Linked DNA regions of Gossypium hirsutum: region 1 is linked to region 2. Evidence: chromatin contacts called from public Hi-C data. All regions are on one chromosome and are shown on one strand. The core of a region is the stretch at or near the end of the contact, and the rest is flanking DNA. Distances in the headings are between cores, read along the strand shown.

Region 1 (3,584 bases), core at 285-2,784, 220 kb before region 2:
ATTGGGAGGCATCGGTGGCAAATGCATCCACTTGCATTGGATTGGATCAAATGCCTCCCATTGAAGGAGGTCACAAGAGAAGTAAACCCAATGTTCAGTAACACCCTTCTGCCTCCTTGACTTGTAGATCTCTCCGCTCCTGATTACGGATCGGAAACTCCGATTCAACGAGGCAATGGAACCATAATAGGATCTCGAGCATCTAATCAGACAATTGATGGAGTTGTCCCTCCCAATCGGTTGGATTAACACATCCAAATCCGAAGAAGATTCATATCGACTAGTATCGTTGGAGAAGAGCTTAGGCAACTTGGTTTCCTGATGACAAGCATCGGATCCGGAGATTTCGAGAGGCAGCGGACGCTTCCCATTGAACATGTAAGGCCAGTCGGTTTCTTGTTGAGAGGAGCTTGCCAACACCAAACACGACTTGCAGGATCGATTCTCCACCATCACACTTTCGCTCCCCTCCCAATTTCCAAAAGGGAATAACTCCCAAAATCGCAACAATGGGAAGAAATTTCAAATCACTGTAGAAACAGAAAGTTTTTTTTTTTTTCGCCCAGCCGGGAAAATATATATTTATGCGCTGCAAAGATTAGCAATTCAACCTATTCAAGAACCAAAAAATAAACAACAGTTTCAATTTTGAACATTAAAGAAAAAAAAACAAACAGAAAATTGAATTAAATAAAGGCGATCCAAGTCAATTAAAAGAAAAACGAAATTTCAGAGGCAGGTTTTTTTTTTCTTTTCGTTTTCTCTGGTCTGTATTATGTAAAAAAAATAAACCTTAAAATTCAGTAAAAAAAGGAAGAGGAAAGAAAGTAAGAAAAAAAATTTATGATCAAACAATCTGAAGAAAAAGAGGTACCAGATCTCAGAATTTCAAATAACATAAGCACTAACCGAGAAAAAAATTGGACTGCTAGATCCAAACGAAGAGAATACCAAAAAAAAAAAGACGAATTGGATCTATTGATAGTTTCAGTAATCTTCATTAGAGAAAAACACAGTGCTTAAAAACATAAACATATACATGAACAAAAACAAAAACAAAAAACAAAAAAAAGGAAATAAGTGACAGAAGGAATACTAATAATAATAAGGTTGTGGAAAGACTTACTGAATGGATAAGAAGGAAGAAATGAGAAGAAGCAAAAAATTGGGTATGGATTTTGTGTTCTTTTTGGGTAAAAATGAACACACAGTCTCTAGCTCTAGCGCTATCCAAATCTCTGCTTTAAAGTATTGTTGTTGTTTCTTAGGGTGAGGAGTTCATTGGGTTTTTTTCTACATAGCCTGCGCCGCCTTTTTGTCCTTTTGATTCTCTCTGCAAATCACAGCCAGGGGGCTTTGCCACCAAATATCTTTAAAAGCTCACCTCTCTCTCTCTCTCTCTCTCTCTCTCTCTCCCTTCCCCCTCTCTATTTTAACTCCCCCATGAAAATTTATATATAAAAACATCTGGATTTTGTTTTATTAAATAAAATTTAAACTTTTCTTATAAATGGTATTCGGAATATTATAAAAGGAGGCATTTAATGTAAGGTGTTGGTAATGGTTAATATCAGTCCTGGAAGAAACAGCTCCAGATCATGGATAATATTTTAATTATATATAAACCGTAGTTTTTAATAATTATTTTAATTAAAAATAAAATAAAATAAAATAAAATAGTTCTAGTGTTCAAAGGCTAACCCTATATGAGTTGTGGTGGGGCGGGGCGGTGGTCAACGAAGGAGGGGAAGCAACTGTTAACCGGTGAAAGCCGGTTGAGACACGTGCCTTATTAGAGTGATATACATGAATATGAACAGAATATATAAAGGGGATAACAGTCCCTCTCTTTTGTTTTAGTTTGAATACTCCTTTACCCCGATGTTTGTTACGATTTCTTTTACGTGTCAATAAGTACAAATATACAACACTTAACTCCTAAAGTCGTACACAACGTGATAAAATTTATACAGATATACATTTACAGAATATATTTCTTTTTATTTTTTTTCTTTTTAAAATTTAGAGAATATTTTTTTTTAAAAAAAGTGAATTGGGTAGAATCCATTTTGTGGGATAATATTAAGGATAAAACTGATTAAGTAATTATCCAATTCACTTCTCAAACTATAAAATTAACATTATCCATCCTAATCATAATTATCACTCAATTTTTCTAAATTTATTTAATTTGTTTCCATTATTAGTTGTAGTTCTTTCTTTTTTTTCTTTTCATAAAAGGAAACAAATTGAATTTTCTTAATAATTTCTTTTTTTTTAAATGGCAGGTTTCATAATTTGTAGTTTTTTTATTTTAAATATAATTATAATCACAATTACAAGTATACATATTACACAATCTAATAATTAAATTCAAAATCAATTATTACAAAACATTATCCAAACTTAATTAAGATTAATTTAGATAAAAGTCATACATAGGGTAAAAATAAGTAAATAGATAAATTAGGTGTCAAATTGCATTTTATCTCTTCTATTAAGAAAATTGATAAATTAGTTTCTACACATTAAATTAAAGAACAAATCGATCCTTTTTTGTTAAAAAGAATTTCATTCATTTCTATTGTTAAAAATTTGTATGGATAATAGCTAGAGGTACTCATGGGTCAAGTTGAGTCTAAGCAGGATACTAACTTACTTTATACTTGCCCGAACCCGACCCGAAATCCAGGCTAAAAATTTTGTCCAAACCTGTCCATATTTATAAAGACTAACCCCCGCCCATATTATTTTTAAAAAATATATATATTTTTATTTTAATATTTAATAATTTTATTCATTTTTTATTTATTGAATTTTTTATATAGTCATCTTAATATTATTTTAATGTTTACATTAGAATAGTATTATATATTTAATATAATTTTATTTTTTTTAACTTGTCCTAAATTACATAATATATAAAAATAACATAATATAAAGTATTATAAATTTAAAATGGGTTGATTCAGGCTCAAGTTTTTTTCCCAAACCCTCTCAAATTTTGGGAGGTAACCTGACCCATGAACATGTTTACTAATAGTATAACTAAATAGTGACATGTGATGTGCTACAAATGTCTCATATTGACATACAGAGATCAATTTTTAGTAGTAAAAATAAATAAAAATTTTAATATATGACTAATTTACTCTTTGATCTAACGTATAAGAATTAATTTATTAAAAAAATATAATTTAACATTTAATATAAAAACATCCGTAGTATATATATAAACATCCCAACAGCTTAAGAAAGGCAAAAAGAATAGGGTGGTTGTTTGATTCAAAACTGATAATTTCATGAAATCCAGCTTTGGTCGTAATTATGCGCTGTTTATATTTGATTAATGAAAAAGAAAGAGAGAAAGGTACTTTCGGCAAATCCAAAACCGAACAATGAATTGTGAAAATCAAAACGTCCCGACATTTTTTCCTATAATGGAATTTGGACATTGTCAAACAGCCGTGTTTTGTATGACGGCCAAGCTGAGCTGGCTTCTACGACCACCCCAGGTCAATCCATGTTAATCACATTTCCATTCTTTCTAAATCCCACCCCATTATATTAAACCAAAGATATTA
Region 2 (3,271 bases), core at 468-2,967:
TAAACCCTTTCACATTTCGGGCGGGCCTTCGAGCCTGGCCGAATGGCCCGACCCATAAATAGGTCTACTTCACACCAAAAATAAATTATTAATATTATTATGTGATGATTAAAATAATATTAATTAATATGGTACTATATTAATGTGAAATTAATTAATTTGATCCTAACTTTTAAAAGTTTTAGATAAACAATAACATAATATATTATTAATTAATAAAATTGTAAATCTATAAAATAATTTGAAAATATAATTAAATAAATTTAAAATAATAAAAAACCAAGTTTTTTAATTAAATATTTTAATTAAATAAATATAATTTTTATTTATAAATAATATTTTATTTTAAATAGAATAATAATTAACCATGTTAAAATCAGTTTTTTATAATTAATAAAATTGAATCTATAAATATGATTTTATTTAAAAAAAAGATAATAATGATTTTGTTAATAATGTTTTTTATTAAATCCTCAATATAAAACTAAGAGATAGAACTTTTGTTCATAACAAATTATTAATAATTATTTTACTAATAATGTTTTATTATTAATGTAATAGATATTATCACTTAATTATATTTTGAATCCATATTAAATTACATATATCATTTTAGATTAATTATCACTTAATTATTGTTGCTTTGTATACCAATTAAAACTAATATCCTGCACTATAAATATATGCATTAGCATGACATTTTCATTCAAATAACATATAAACAATTACAGGAAAGATCGTATTTTAGGGTTCTGTTTCCATTATGGGTGAGCACTTGATTAAATTAAGTGAAATTTTTTTGAATTAATCGGGTTGATGAGTCTTAATTTATTATCCTAACTAGATTTGAAATTTTTTAAAATCGAGGCGAGTGAAATGAAATTCAAGTAGAGTCAAATTGAGTGAAATTGTTCAAAAATTAAACATATCAAATTAAAATTTTATTGCAATATAACTAATTCCAATATTCATGTTAGAGCTTACAAATTTGAAATTATATATATTTGGAAACTTTTTCAAAGCAAAATGATTGAAAAAAAAAGACAGTTTAGTATGATAAACTTGAATCATTAATTAACTTACGACTCGAAAAAATCAAATAACTCAATTTAATTAACTCGAAATTAAATTAAAAATTTCAAATCCAATCTAATTTTAGTCACTTCTAATTTCCATTGCAAAAAATGTATGACTTTCATTATTACTTGATAACTTTAGTTGTTATTATTTATTGTTGTTTAATTTTAATAATACATGCACAACAATTAAAGTTGTTTACTATTTTGTTTCGAAATACTATATATGTCAAAAGCAATGGAGTATTAAAATAATATTTTACTACAAATTATATTTCATTGTTTATTTAATTATTTTTAAAGCATTAATTTATTCTTTAAATTATTTTTAAATTTAATAGGTTTTTATTATAAATTATATTAACTCTAATTTAATTAGTAAATATGTTTTTTAACTTATAAAAATATTATTTAATTAAAAACACGTAAAATAACATATTAGTTGCATGAAAGTGCAACGAACATTGAAAGAAATGTACCATTGGATACCATTACCCAACAAGAGGCCCAACCTTATAATGTTGCTTTAGCCTGACCCATAATTTCAACGGTCTAGAAGCGAACGCGTTTCTCAACTCAAGATCAATGGTCCGTAAAACACCAACTATTTATTAATTTAGGGTTATTATTTATTATCAATAATCTATATTTTTTTTCTTCCCTGTCAAAGTCAAACAAACAGCCAGAAGCAGCCAGCCAGCCCTCGTTTCCCTCATTTTCCTCTTCATTTTCTCGGGAAAAAAGAAGCATGGGAAAAGGTCCTGGTCTCTACTCCGATATCGGCAAAAAGGCTAGAGGTCGAAATTTCCTCATTTTCTATTTCGTCTTTTTTCATTTCATTTTCATTTGACTGCTTTTTATTAATTTCTTTTTCTTCATTGTTTTAATTCAGATCTTCTTTACAAGGATTACCAGGCTGACCACAAGTTCACTGTCACTACTTACACTTCCAATGGAGTCGTGAGTTTCCCTTTTAGATTTTGGATTTTTCAATATTATTTAATTTCTCAGCTGAATTAGTGATGCTGCTTCTCTTCAGTTTTGATTAATTTAGTTTATTTGATATTGTGTTGATGAACTCGTAATTGAACTTTATCGACTCTTCTAGGGTAATGCGTATATATATATTTATTTAGTTTATGTTTGTTGAATTTCATTCAGCATGTTCTTTACTTATTATTGCATAACATCTTTATTCTTTTCCCTAATTCTAATCAGTAAGTTTCAGTAGAATTCCTTTGGGTATATCTTCGTTTCATATGTTTGCATAAATGATTTTTCATGCTTCATTTTATGATTGATATATAGATTTATTTTTCACGGGCTACCTTCTTGTCTAGTTCATATTCTAATTCGTTAATTTGATGTATGCATGTATATATGTATGTCAGGCAATCACATCAACCGGGACTAAGAAAGGTGAATTGCTTTTGGCTGATGTAAATACTCAGCTCAAGAACAAGAACATCACAACTGATGTGAAATTCGACTCCAGATCGAATGTAAGTTGTACAGTGCTTTTACAGTTCAGTTAGGGTTTATATCTCTGAGGTCATATTTATAGTTGTTATATCATGCTACCATATGTCATTCTCATGAATGGGAAAATAATGGAGGCTTTCGTCCCTTATAGATGTACAAGTTGTTATGGTCCATTTCAATTGTCAAACCATGACATTGAGACTTCTTTTTGTTTTTTCTTGACGTGTGAATTTATTGTAGTCTCGGATATTATCTCATTTGTTTCTCATTTTTGTAGCTTTTCACCACTGTCACTATTGATGAACCTGCACCAGGATTGAAGACCATCTTTAGTTTCGTTGTTCCTGATCAAAAGTCTGGCAAGGTAATGGACACTTTCTTACTCCTGTTCCTATCATTAAGTTTTTTGTTGCTAACAACGAAATTTTCAGCATCTTTGTTTAAGTAATGAGTTAAAGCTATAGTTGTGCATCCCTTCTGTTAATCTTATTATAGGTTTTGTGAGGAATGGCTGTCCTTATTGTTGTTGTAACAGGTGGAACTGCAATACCGGCATGAATATGCTGGCATAAGCACTGGCATTGGATTGACTGCAAAGCCTCTTGTTAGCTTTTCTGGTGTTATTGGAAACGATTCTGTCTCTGTTGGGACTGATCTCTCATTTGACACTGCCAGTGGAAACTTTATCAAACTGAATGCTGGGTTAAATATCA

What was found. Hi-C and Micro-C count contacts between places; a contact is called where the count stands out from the background.
Region 1: a contact with region 2 is called in a Hi-C map of leaf, with 1.8 times the contacts expected there. The contact joins the promoter of LOC107957349 here to the promoter of LOC107960080 in region 2. A contact is called at or near these places in 5 of 34 Hi-C or Micro-C datasets (callus, leaf and petal).

The regions. Positions count from the first base shown.
Region 1 is chrA05:44,502,473-44,506,056 of Gossypium_hirsutum_v2.1, reverse strand. It overlaps LOC107957349 (F-box/kelch-repeat protein SKIP11), which reads right to left and starts at 1,534. Exons shown (of 2, transcript XM_016892857.2): 1 at 1,127-1,534; 2 at 1-589. The coding sequence starts at 453.
Region 2 is chrA05:44,285,771-44,289,041 of Gossypium_hirsutum_v2.1, reverse strand. LOC107960080 (mitochondrial outer membrane protein porin of 36 kDa) reads left to right here and starts at 1,717. Exons shown (of 6, transcript XM_016896293.2): 1 at 1,717-1,873; 2 at 1,969-2,036; 3 at 2,468-2,578; 4 at 2,836-2,922; 5 at 3,094-3,271. The coding sequence starts at 1,825.